Linked DNA regions of Zea mays: region 1 is linked to region 2. The links are chromatin contacts, called in public Hi-C maps. All regions are on one chromosome and are shown on one strand. Each heading gives the region's core, a stretch centred on a gene start, on an enhancer-like site or on the middle of the called end of the contact. The rest is flanking DNA. Distances are from core to core; before and after follow the strand shown. Region 1 holds the start of LOC100283852 (VTC2). Region 2 holds the start of LOC103629159 (pentatricopeptide repeat-containing protein At2g46050, mitochondrial).

What was found. Hi-C and Micro-C count contacts between places; a contact is called where the count stands out from the background.
Region 1: a Hi-C map of tassel shows a contact between it and region 2, with 2.9 times the contacts expected there. The contact joins the promoter of LOC100283852 here to the promoter of LOC103629159 in region 2. A contact is called at or near these places in 4 of 25 Hi-C or Micro-C datasets (ear, leaf and tassel).

Annotation. Positions count from the first base shown.
Region 1 is chr6:31,418,579-31,424,328 of Zm-B73-REFERENCE-NAM-5.0, reverse strand. LOC100283852 (VTC2) reads left to right here and starts at 1,703. Exons shown (of 6, transcript NM_001156750.2): 1 at 1,703-2,332; 2 at 2,986-3,086; 3 at 4,283-4,588; 4 at 4,676-4,861; 5 at 5,015-5,275; 6 at 5,371-5,750. The coding sequence starts at 2,215. The coding sequence ends at 5,706.
Region 2 is chr6:31,013,684-31,019,134 of Zm-B73-REFERENCE-NAM-5.0, reverse strand. It overlaps LOC103629159 (pentatricopeptide repeat-containing protein At2g46050, mitochondrial), which reads right to left and starts at 1,668. Exons shown (of 2, transcript XM_008650335.2): 1 at 1-1,668. The coding sequence starts at 860. It overlaps LOC111589609 (small nucleolar RNA Z279/snoR105/snoR108), which reads right to left and starts at 1,653; the gene lies at 1,547-1,653.

The DNA of each region.
Region 1 (5,750 bases), core at 454-2,953, 410 kb before region 2:
CTATGATCGAGAAGTTAGAAGAGTTAAGAGAAGGGTTGTCAGCTAGCGTACTGGTGGGGCACTAGTGGCTCACCGGACAGTTTGATGCACCAAGTCTGGATGGTCCGGTGCGCCACATTTAGAAGCTCCAATAACTACCTCTAAGGGCTAGTACACGTGGCTTGACCGGTGCACCACTGGACAGTCCGTGCATCTGTCCGGTGCGCCGCATAAAGATCTAGAATTGTTTTCTAACAGATAGTTTTTGTTGAGGCTCTAAAAATACCACATCACCCGACCATTTGGAGGTGTGGGAGCCCAAGCAACATATCAAGGAAGTCCATACACACTTGCAAGTGCTCCAACACCCAAGTGTTTAATAGAATCACTCGGTGATTAATGTAGGTGCTTTGCGAAGTGCTTAGGTTCGTTAAACTGTATTAGCGCTTGCTCTATATTTGTTCCTAGTTGTGTGAGTGAGATTAGACAACCCACAAACTCCTCGGCTCTTGCGCGAGCCGTTGTAATATTGTACTGAGTGGGGTGAGAGTCTTGCGAGACTGTATCAACCGTGTTTGTGATACGTCCGCCACCGTGTACCAGAGGGAATGAGGCCGCAACGTTTATCCCGAAAGCTCGATAGTGAAGACGACGTGGAGCGTCCGAGAGGAGTCGGAAGCGAAGCACCACTTGCGCGCGGAGAAGACACGTGGCTCTCTATGAACTTACTCGTCCGTGGTGCTTGGCCCTCACGTGGGTTACCCTTTGCGTAGGGACATTAACGAGGATTAGTTAAGACCTTGCGTGGTTCCGAATACCTCGGTAAAAATACCAGCGTTGTACACGAGAGTTTACATCCCTACATTTATTTTTTAACTTTCAAGTCCTAATTCACCACCTCTCTTGAGCGTCTCAATTCCTTTCAAACAAAAAGAAACCATTCACTCTGTACCTCTTATCACATCGAGGACATGGACTCCTGTAGAAGAGATCAACCAACACGATAGAGGACTGGGCCCTAAATTAGCATAGCACTTCCTCTACATCTCCCTCGGCTCATTCTGATTGTAAGAACACCCTCAATCGAGCATTTCTAGCACAAAAAACACAAAATTATTAGATATATGGCTCAAAGGACCGAAACAGGATAAATTGCTCGTGTGTTTGAGTGTTTTATGGTGCTCAAATCACTGGAGGTGCACATGCCGAGCCACGTCGAACAACCTTATGCTTCGTGGTTATGAACACACGTCAACAAAATTAGTATAATAAAATTAAATAATTGATCACTAGTTATAGAGAGAAAACTTTTAATATATTTATGATACCTGTTTTGTATGTTGATAGATAAAAAAACTGCAAAAAACAAATATACATATATATATATATTAATATTAAAATGGATATGAAGGGGAATATATTTTTAATAAAATTTTAGCGGATAAGAAAAACATGATAACTTAAATATCTATTTATATTTTCGCCTCTGTGCTCGTGGTCCCCAGCATGGGAAACGTGAACCACCCGACCGGAGACAAGAAAAAACTGAACACAGCGAGTATTGCGTATATAATAAATAAAAAGAAAAGAAAAAGAAATACCGTGGCGCAGAGAGGAGAGAGAGAATCGGGTATCGTCCGTGTCCGTCCAGATCCACCACACAGCAGCGCACCAGCCAGCCACAGCCACACCACAAATCCGCCACCGCAATCGCCTCCCCCTATTTAATGCCATCCCGCTTCCTCCGTTCTTCCCAAACCAAACCCAGCTCAGGCACAACCCCAACGCACCGCCGCCGCTCGCCTGGCCTCACCTCGCCGGAGAAGAGTTATAAGACAGGAGAACCCCGTCCCCGGGGCGCAGGCCTCGGCAGCTTCCGTGACCACCGCCCAATCCTGCCACAGCTGCCCTCCCTCCTCCCCTCTGGGCGTGGCCGAGTTGTAGGCATCACGGCTAGCGTTGCAGCCCCCCGGCGCGGCCCCGCAGCTGCGCAGGTGGAGCCCACGGGCACCATCGCCTCCGCTGTCGCGTCCAGCCCCGCTCCGCACGGCGGCCGCGGGGCGCTGCCCTCGGCCGGAGGAAGCCCGTCCGATCTCCTCTTCCTCGCCGGCGGCGGTCGCCTCTGAGCCGTTCCTGTCTCTCACCTTCTTCCTTTCCTAGCAATTAGTCCCTTCTGCTAACCCCCCCGGACCCCGACGAGTTCTCACCCCGAGAGTAACTGACCGACCTACCGGCATGGAGATGAAGCTGACCATCAGGAGGGTGCCCACCGTCGTCTCCAACTACCAGGAGGACGCCGACAAGCCGCGCGCGGGCTGCGGGAGGAACTGCCTCGGCGACTGCTGCCTGCCTGGTGAGCCACCTACCCCCCTAGGCAATTCCCTATTGACGGTCAATCTGACGTCGTTTCCGTCGACAATCCGGTTGAAAATCTTGGGAATATTAACAACTTATTAGTATTTGCATTGGATCCTGTCCCATTTTAAATTGTGCCCCGAAGCCTTGTGCACGATTCGTTTAGAAAATTCTCGGAATTTCTACAGCAAAAGGTGTCGTTTGTGCTCCACAAAGTTGGGGGCCTTTGCAAACTGAACAGCCGAAACAGAGTGTTCAGTTTTTTTTTATCTGCACTATTTTGGTTCATGCCTCCGGTTAAAAATTGTTACCATCAGCGGTTTTCGGGTAACAATTAGCTGTTATCCGCCTCGAATTGAGTTGGGTTAAATAAGGATATAATAAACAGATATCTTATGCAACTGTGGATATTTATAATAACTTTTCAGTCTGAACCCCAGGCCATTATAACTAACGCAAGCAAAAACATAGAGCCTTTTGTATTATTATTATGTGCATACTGTATGCCTCACTGGAAATATGGTTTCTTTTTTGACTTGGTGGAAACCTCACTAAGACATCAGCAAATTAGTATTGTACTTGCTTCACTGGACATGGAAGTAGCAAATTACTCTGCACTTTTATTGGATTAACATTTGCATCTTTGAGCAGCTTCCAAGCTTCCCCTCTACGCGTTCAAGTTGACTCCGGCAAAGGGCTCGCAGGAGGATGCTGCTTCAACCAAGTTACTTGTTGATATTCTCCTTAGTGAGGTAAATAAAAGTTTGTGATTTTTGTTGGGACTTCACCTGTGCTAGTTTTAAGTTAGGACTTTAGGAGGGGATTGAAGGTGGTTTGGGGGGATTAAATCCCTTGAGGGCATGTTCGGTTATTTTCAATCCATATGGATTGAAGGAGGTTGATATGGATTGAGAGGGATTTTGACTTGCTAGGGATTAAAACCCTCTCAATCCCCCTCAGTCCATATGGATTGGGGTAGAACCGAACAAGCCCTGATAGTCAAAATTGAATAGAAGAGGATTTAATCCCCTTCAGTCCCCTGCTTAGGGCTTGTTTGGGACCAAGGGATTTGGAGGGGATTGAAGAGGCTAAAATCCTCTACGCGTTCAAGTTGACTCCGGCAAAGGGCTCGCAGGAGGATGCTGCTTCAACCAAGTTACTTGTTGATATCCTCCTTAGTGAGGTAAATAAAAGTTTGTGATTTTTGTTGGGACTTCACCTGTGCTAGTTTTAAGTTAGGAGGGGATTGAAGGTGGTTTGGGGGGGATTAAATCCCTTGATAGTCAAAATTGAATAGAAGAGGATTTAATCGCCTTCAGTCCCCTGCTTAGGGCTTGTTTGGGACCAAGTGATTTGGAGGGGATTGAAGAGGCTAAAATCCTCTTGCTCCCAAGCAAGCCCTTAGTTTTTTCGTACTGTATCAAGGAGTCGGATGAATCTATACCAACGAGGCCCTTAGGATGAAATATATTAGGAATCAATATATCTACATCTAGTCTAGTAAGAAATATGCAAATCAGTTAAGAATATGGGGAAACATATTTGGACCATTCTTTGTAAGTACAGCGTTGAGCAGTGGAAAACCTGGCAGGCACAAATCGAAAGAGCCCTAAGTGCATTTGATCAGTAGCAAATCCATGCATGTATGGCTTGTAAGATGATAGTTGCTGCAAGAATAGTGTTTAATATCTTCAAATATGGACCATTCTTATTTTGATTAATATATACCTTATAATGGCACTAGAACTGGTACTGTGAATCAAAATGTCGAACTCTCATTTTGAATGATATATGGGCGGTTTTACCTTTTGCCCTGTAACACATTCTACAAAAGAAGGAAATTATCGCGAAAGTTCCGCTGAAATATGTGGATATTGCAGTCTACTTCTTATATTTCTCTTTTGAGATTCAGATTCTGAGTTTAGTAATTTGCTTTGCATTCTGGCAGTGGGAGGACAGGATGACTCGAGGCTTATTCCGCTACGATGTCACTGCCTGTGAGACCAAGGTCATTCCTGGCAACCTTGGGTTTGTTGCACAACTCAATGAAGGGCGCCATCTTAAGAAGCGCCCTACTGAGTTTCGTGTGGACCGTGTGCTCCAGCCGTTTGACCCTGCCAAATTCAATTTCACAAAAGTTGGCCAGGAAGAGGTTCTCTTCCAATTTGAGAATAGTGGTGGTGATGACAGCTATTTCCTGAACAACGCTCCAATCATTGCTGTTGATCGGGCTCCAAATGTTATTGCTATCAATGTACATCTCTCAGTCACACTGGAAATCCAACTTCCATTCTATCTATTCTTGTTTCCATTGATGTTTTTTTTGCAATGGTTTTTGCAGGTAAGCCCAATTGAATATGGACATGTGCTTCTCATTCCTCGTGTTCTGGACCGCCTGCCTCAGAGGATTGATCCAGAGAGCTTCTTGCTTGCACTGCAAATGGCAGCCGAGGGAGGTAGCCCATACTTCAGGCTTGGTTACAATAGCTTGGGTGCGTTTGCCACCATCAATCACCTCCACTTTCAGGTATTAAACTTTTGATGGTATCTAAATTTACTTCTCACCACAAAATCCCAACCAAACAGGAGCATATTCAGTATTGTGCAGATAGTGTTGTGGTAACTTTTGTTTTAAAAATGTTGCTTAGTACTGAATTATATTATCTTTTCTTCTTTAAAGGCGTACTACTTGTCAGTGCCTTTCCCTGTTGAGAAGGCAGCTACCCACAAGATCCCACTCTCTGAGGACACGAAGAAGAATGGGGTGACCGTGTCCAAGCTGATAAATTATCCTGTGAGAGGCCTGGTATTTGAGGGAGGGAACACCCTGGACGACCTGGCCACTGTGGTTTCTAATGCTTGCATTTGGCTGCAAGACAACAATGTGCCTTACAATGTGCTCATTTCTGACTGTGGCAAGAGGGTTTTCCTGTTCCCCCAGGTAAATTTCTGAGTGTTGTCGCCCCTCTGGACTGAATTGGTGGTGGAATCTCTTTATGATGTTCTAAAAAAACATCTATCTGTTCAATAATGCAGTGCTACGCAGAGAAGCAGGCTCTGGGTGAAGTGAGCCAGGAGCTGCTGGACACTCAGGTGAACCCAGCTGTGTGGGAGATCAGTGGACACATGGTGCTGAAACGGAGGATGGACTATGAGGAGGCATCTGAAACCTCCGCGTGGAAACTCCTCGCCGAGGTCTCTCTCTCCGAGGAGCGCTTCGAGGAAGTGAAGGCGTACATCTTCAGCGCTGCTGGCCTGGTTCAGTATGATGAGGAAGAGGAGGAAGCCAGCGACGGTGAGGGCCCTACGGCCTATGTTCCTGTCAAGGTTACCCCTCTGCCCGTCGCTGAAGGGTGCCTCGTCCTCCCGTGAGTCCGTGGTCGGTTAAATAAAGGGCCGTATATGATTGCGAGCCC
Region 2 (5,451 bases), core at 419-2,918:
ACTACATCTGGGTCGCAGATCATAGCAAACATTTGCCCCGCCTCTCGAGCAAAACCGGTCTTGCCGTACGCTGTGATAACAGCATTGGCCACCTGCAGAAACCTGTGAAACCCCCTCTTTATGGCATAAGCATGAACCTGAGTAGCCTCGTTTGCTGCCGCCACGCTGGCGCACGAGCTTAGCACACTGGCAAGCGTGAGCTCATCCGGGCAGCAGCTCCCGTCTCTCAGCATCCACCGGAACAGCTCAACAGCGTCCTTGCCTCCACCAACCCGACCATAGCAGACTACGATCGCGTTCCATGAGACGACGTTCCTGACCGCCATAGCGTCGAACACCCAGCGCGCCTCGTCAACCCGGCCGCACTTGGCGTACATGTCGAGCAGCGCGGTGGCAACCACCACGTCTGCGAGGAGACCCAGCCTGAGCACGAGGCTGTGCGCCAGGGCTCCCATCCTGAGCAGCAGCCCGTCATCGACGGCGCCGGCGGTTGGGTGGCGGCCACGGCGCGGCGGCGGACGGAGCAGGGCGCTGAAGGTGAACCCGTCGGGGGCGATCCCGGAGCGCCGCGCGGCGGCAAAGAGCGCCCAGGCCTCGCGCGCGAGACCGTGGGAGGCATAGCAGGAGACCATGGCGTTGTAGAGGACCAGGTCCCTGCGCGGCGCTTCGTCGAACACGCGGCGTGCGTGCGCGACGAGGCCCCACCGCGCGTACGCCACGGCCAGCGCGGTCGCCACGCGAGCCTCCGAGGCGCGCCCGGACTTGAGCGCCAGCGGGTGGAGCGTCTGTGCTGCGCGAGCGCCGCCGGAGACGGAGATGGAGCTGGCGCGGAGTAACAGGGCAACGAGATCGTGCCGCATCTCATTCCAGAGCTGACAGGGAAGCGGGAGATGGCCTCATCGGTCATCTCCACTGCCCCCTGCTGCAGGACAAAGACGTGGAGCCGCCCGAGCTGGCGAGCGAGGCCAGAACGGCGTGCAGACGAGAGCAATGCGCTCCATTCTATCATCACACAGCGCCCAAGCCGCCGATCAACATGATAATCGACAGGTGACGAGGGGCCTTTTTATGCTGGGTGCAGAATCTCTAACTTCAGCGGCACCCTACAATCGTAGAGGTTATCCCTTAAATTTGAAGGTAGGTCCTTCTGTTTCTAAATAAAGTGTTCTCTTTTTTTTCGTCTAATTTTTTTATACACTAAGCTTCGAATTGAACACAGAATTAACATGTATGTACTATTTTAGACCATTACAAAATACATATGTAAAAATCTATTTTTTTATACACTAAGCTTCGAATTGAACACAGAATTAACATGTACTACTTTAGACCATGACAAAATACATATGTAAAAAATTTAATTCAAAATACATTAGAGATATGATGCAAAGTTTAGAACCTAGAAAAATGAAATGTGACAAACCATACACCACTAGAGTTTTTTTAGAAAAAAATGAAAATTTTTGCAGTTTTCAAACTAGAATCAAAACGAATTACAAAACGCTTAGAACCAAAAACGAAAATATTTGTGTTTTGTTTTGAAGTCGGGATCAGACGGTAAATCATTGGGGTGCCTGTTGTCGTAACAGGCGTAGTTGGGGCAGACACCCCTCTCGCATAGCAGTTGCGAGATCATACCGCTCATCATGTCCCTTTAACTGCCTGAAGGATCATGGTTTGTGCCTGTGGCATTCCGGACCTCTATAATGCAGCCGTTGGTGTGCACCCTACTGCGTTCCGTCGATGTGGTACTAAAATGCTCGCCTCCCACTGTGGTGATACTACTAGCAGGCAGCAGCCGCGCAGCCTGGTAGTGCGAATTGTACGCGAGCTCGCCGCTGGGCCATGGACCGACCAGGCCTATTTAAATGGGCCGAGAATTGTACTCAGTCACATTCCCGTCCGTCAGTTTCGCATGGCGCAAGCGAGAAAAGGAATCTTCATCTCCCTCACGAGTCACGAGTTACTACCGTATGGACCAAAGCTTGTTTGCAACCTCGCATCTCCCTGAATTTCTCTGCTTAATACGTGTGTTGGTCAGTAGGCACATCTTTCTGTGTCCAAATAACAATTTAACTGATGCAATCCATACCAAGGGCACTGTTTGCTTCAGAGTAGGAAGTTGTTAGGCTACATGGTAAGCCTGCTAATGACAAAAAAAAACACCGTTTTGCATCGTTTTATATTGTCTGTTTATATAGTGTAGTTTGAATATAGGTATAGGTAAGCTGTTGGAGATGGTTTAAGGGAGGTGTTTGGTTTGATGAATCACTTAATCCAAGATGAAGTTGTTCATCATAAGTCTATTCCTCAAATTTAGTGGTATGACATTATTTCTCGTGTTAGTACTAACTATTATGAATGAGATGATGATGGATCAATCAATTCTATTCCACGAACCAAACAAAAAATAAGTAGTGAAAAGATGATGAACTAACTTATTCCTCAAACTAAACATCTTATAAATATTTACAAGATACCTTTGCAATTACTTCTCTCCTACTTTCACTGCACAATATACAATTACTATCGTCACCCTTTCCAAATAGATGAAGCGTTCTAATTGTCGGTGTAGCTACCTCACTAGTTGGATTTTGAATGATACTAGAACATAAGACGTGCTTACGGGGGCCCTATCAGAACACGAAAAATTCAGACATGTTTTGTAATAATGCAAACAAATATCACTAAAAATGGTAACGATCTTTTGTACAACATATTTGCGATGAACAACAGCTAGGCTTAAAAGGCGAATCATCCTCAATTATCATTCAGCTCCGATGCCCATTTGCGGTCTACTTCACAGTACAACACATGTTCTGTTTGTAATGGGCTTTTTTTTATATACAGCTGTGACAACCTATTTTTGATGATAGGTAATTGCTTGTGAAAATGAACCACCAGCTCACGCATAATATTAGTTAATACTCCCTACGTCTACAATGTTAGTCATTCTAGGAGTCAAACATTTTAACTTTGAACATATTTTTATAAGAAAATTTTAATAATTATAATACATAATTAGTTTTATTAGCTAGATCTTTGAATTTATTTTTATTGTAAAATTATTCGAAGATATAAATGTTGCTAATATATTCTATAAATCTAGTCATAGTGTGACCGGCACGAATACTGTAATACCCTTGTGGATAACTGTGGGGGACAGATATCCCCGGATCCACTAGGAAGCGAAAGACCCTTGCATGGGGCCACAGACCAGTTAACCCGCAAGGTCGTCTCGTCGTGGACCGGACAAAGACGCAAGAGAAATGGACCGACCCAAGAAGGCAACGGGCCCGTGCCCGGATCGTCCGTGGATTACGTACAATCTCAAGGAACCGTCTGTTTTTCCCGCGCTCGGCGTCCTCGAACGTCGGGGATAGATCGGGACGGAGTCGGCGGGTTTTCATTAAGATAAGCTAAGTTAGTGTCACACTCGGGTTTCAGGACATCAAGACTCGGTCGCGAACATATTCACAAGGTGTGCTGGGACCAAGTCTCACACATACGATGAATCATGGTGCAGGAACGAATGTCACATCTTTACTATATAATAGGAGTTATGTACAAAATAAATAAATATTTAAATTATATGAAGACAACGATCCAGTAACCCAAAGTTGACTGGGAGACGATGGCCTATACCTCTCACGAACACATCGCAGCATCCTCCATGCGCCTCATCCTGTGGTACCTGTTCTTGACCTATGGGGGTGTGAGACGGCAAGGGTGGGCTCACATATGTTCATCGCTCAACAAGTTGTGGGGGAATAATGTGCATGAACTCACCAAATGTGGGAGTTCATGTGAAGTGTAAGGCTGGTCAATAATAGGGGTTAAAGCTGAGCATTGCTTTTAATAAGTTGGTCAAATTTTATTAGCGGTTACTAAATGTAAGTAAATATCAAATCATAGTAATAATAGAACAAAATTAATAATAAATCTCATACAATGCAAATGACAAATTGAGTTTAGTTCCATTATTTAATCATGCGAGAGTCCTGAGCTGCTCATGACCGCGAGCACGGCTAGTATACCAGTTTTACACTCTGCAGAGGTGGTACCCTTTACCCACAAGTCGTGTATCCCATGTCGCCAGGGTTTGCAAGGCCCTTAGACACTTCCAATGTGAATGGCTAGGGATCCACTACGAGGCATTTACAAAGTTCCACTAGCTTCCGAAAACCCGCTACAGTTTCTAGGAAGAGCAATGTAGGAATCCCTCGTCTGACCACCATCACAATAAAATCAACCCGAGAACCTCCCTACACGCCTACTCTCCTATTGCCCTAGCCCCTTTCGGGTAAGGTAGTCACCTCCGGCGCCAAGATGACGAACTGGTCACTGTTGTCGATCCTCCATTGTGTCACCTCCGGCGCCAAGATGACGCCACAATCCTCGATATAGTAGTCATCGAACGCACGCGACATGACAAGTACCGATGACTCTTGGTTGGGCTGCCAAACGAAGTGCACCCTGGGCTTATCAGCGAGGTATTACCCCTGCCCGTTGCACCACCGGATGCGCTATTCCACTACATACATCATGTTCGAGGACACTCACACAATGTCAGCAACATCCATCGTCCCAACGCACGAAAATTCATGTCCGGTCAGTACCGACTTACGTGGCAGGTTGGGCTTCAGGTGGACGATGAGCTGGACGGCGTGATGGCGTCGTCGTCGGATGCGGTGTCCAGAACAACCCGAGAGTCGTCGACGTTGGCGACAACCATGAGGCCCCCTGTTTAACGATGGACAGCGCGGTGCAGCTGCTCTAGACCGCGTCCAAGCGGTGGCTTCGCGGGAGCTTGTCATACACAGCAGCGCATGCGACCACGTAAGACTGCTTTTAAAGGTCGAACTGATAGTCGCCAAGCTTCTTCTCGTCATCGATGAGCGACGACAACGCGAGTGCCTCCTGCTCATGGAGTTTGTTCGGGGTTTGAAGTAGGAAACATGAATTCATGCTTGGCGTTGGTTTATGAAAATGACTCACAAGTCTGATCCATGGAAAAAAATATTACGAAGAAAAAATTTCACACATGCAAAAAAAGGAATTTAAGTATAATGCATTATTCAAACAAAAGAAATAGCATGCAAAACTCTTCTTTAAATAATATTACCTCCATCCAAAAATATAATTCAAGAATATCAGTGATACTTATCTACTACTACACATTGTGCAATGGTAGCAAGTGAGCTTGGAGAGAGATGTAGTAGATGTGTTTCCTGTCATAGATGTAGACATAAACACATATAGGTGGGTGCCCGTGCGTTGCAACGGAAACATTTAATATCATGATAACTTATGAACAAATGTGTGTTATACTGTTATGTGAAAATGTTTCGTAATTAATTTGTGATCCTAGCCATACATAAATTTTGTTATTTCAATCTAACTATTTCATCACTACATTGCAACCAACAGTACCATGCAGACTTCTATACA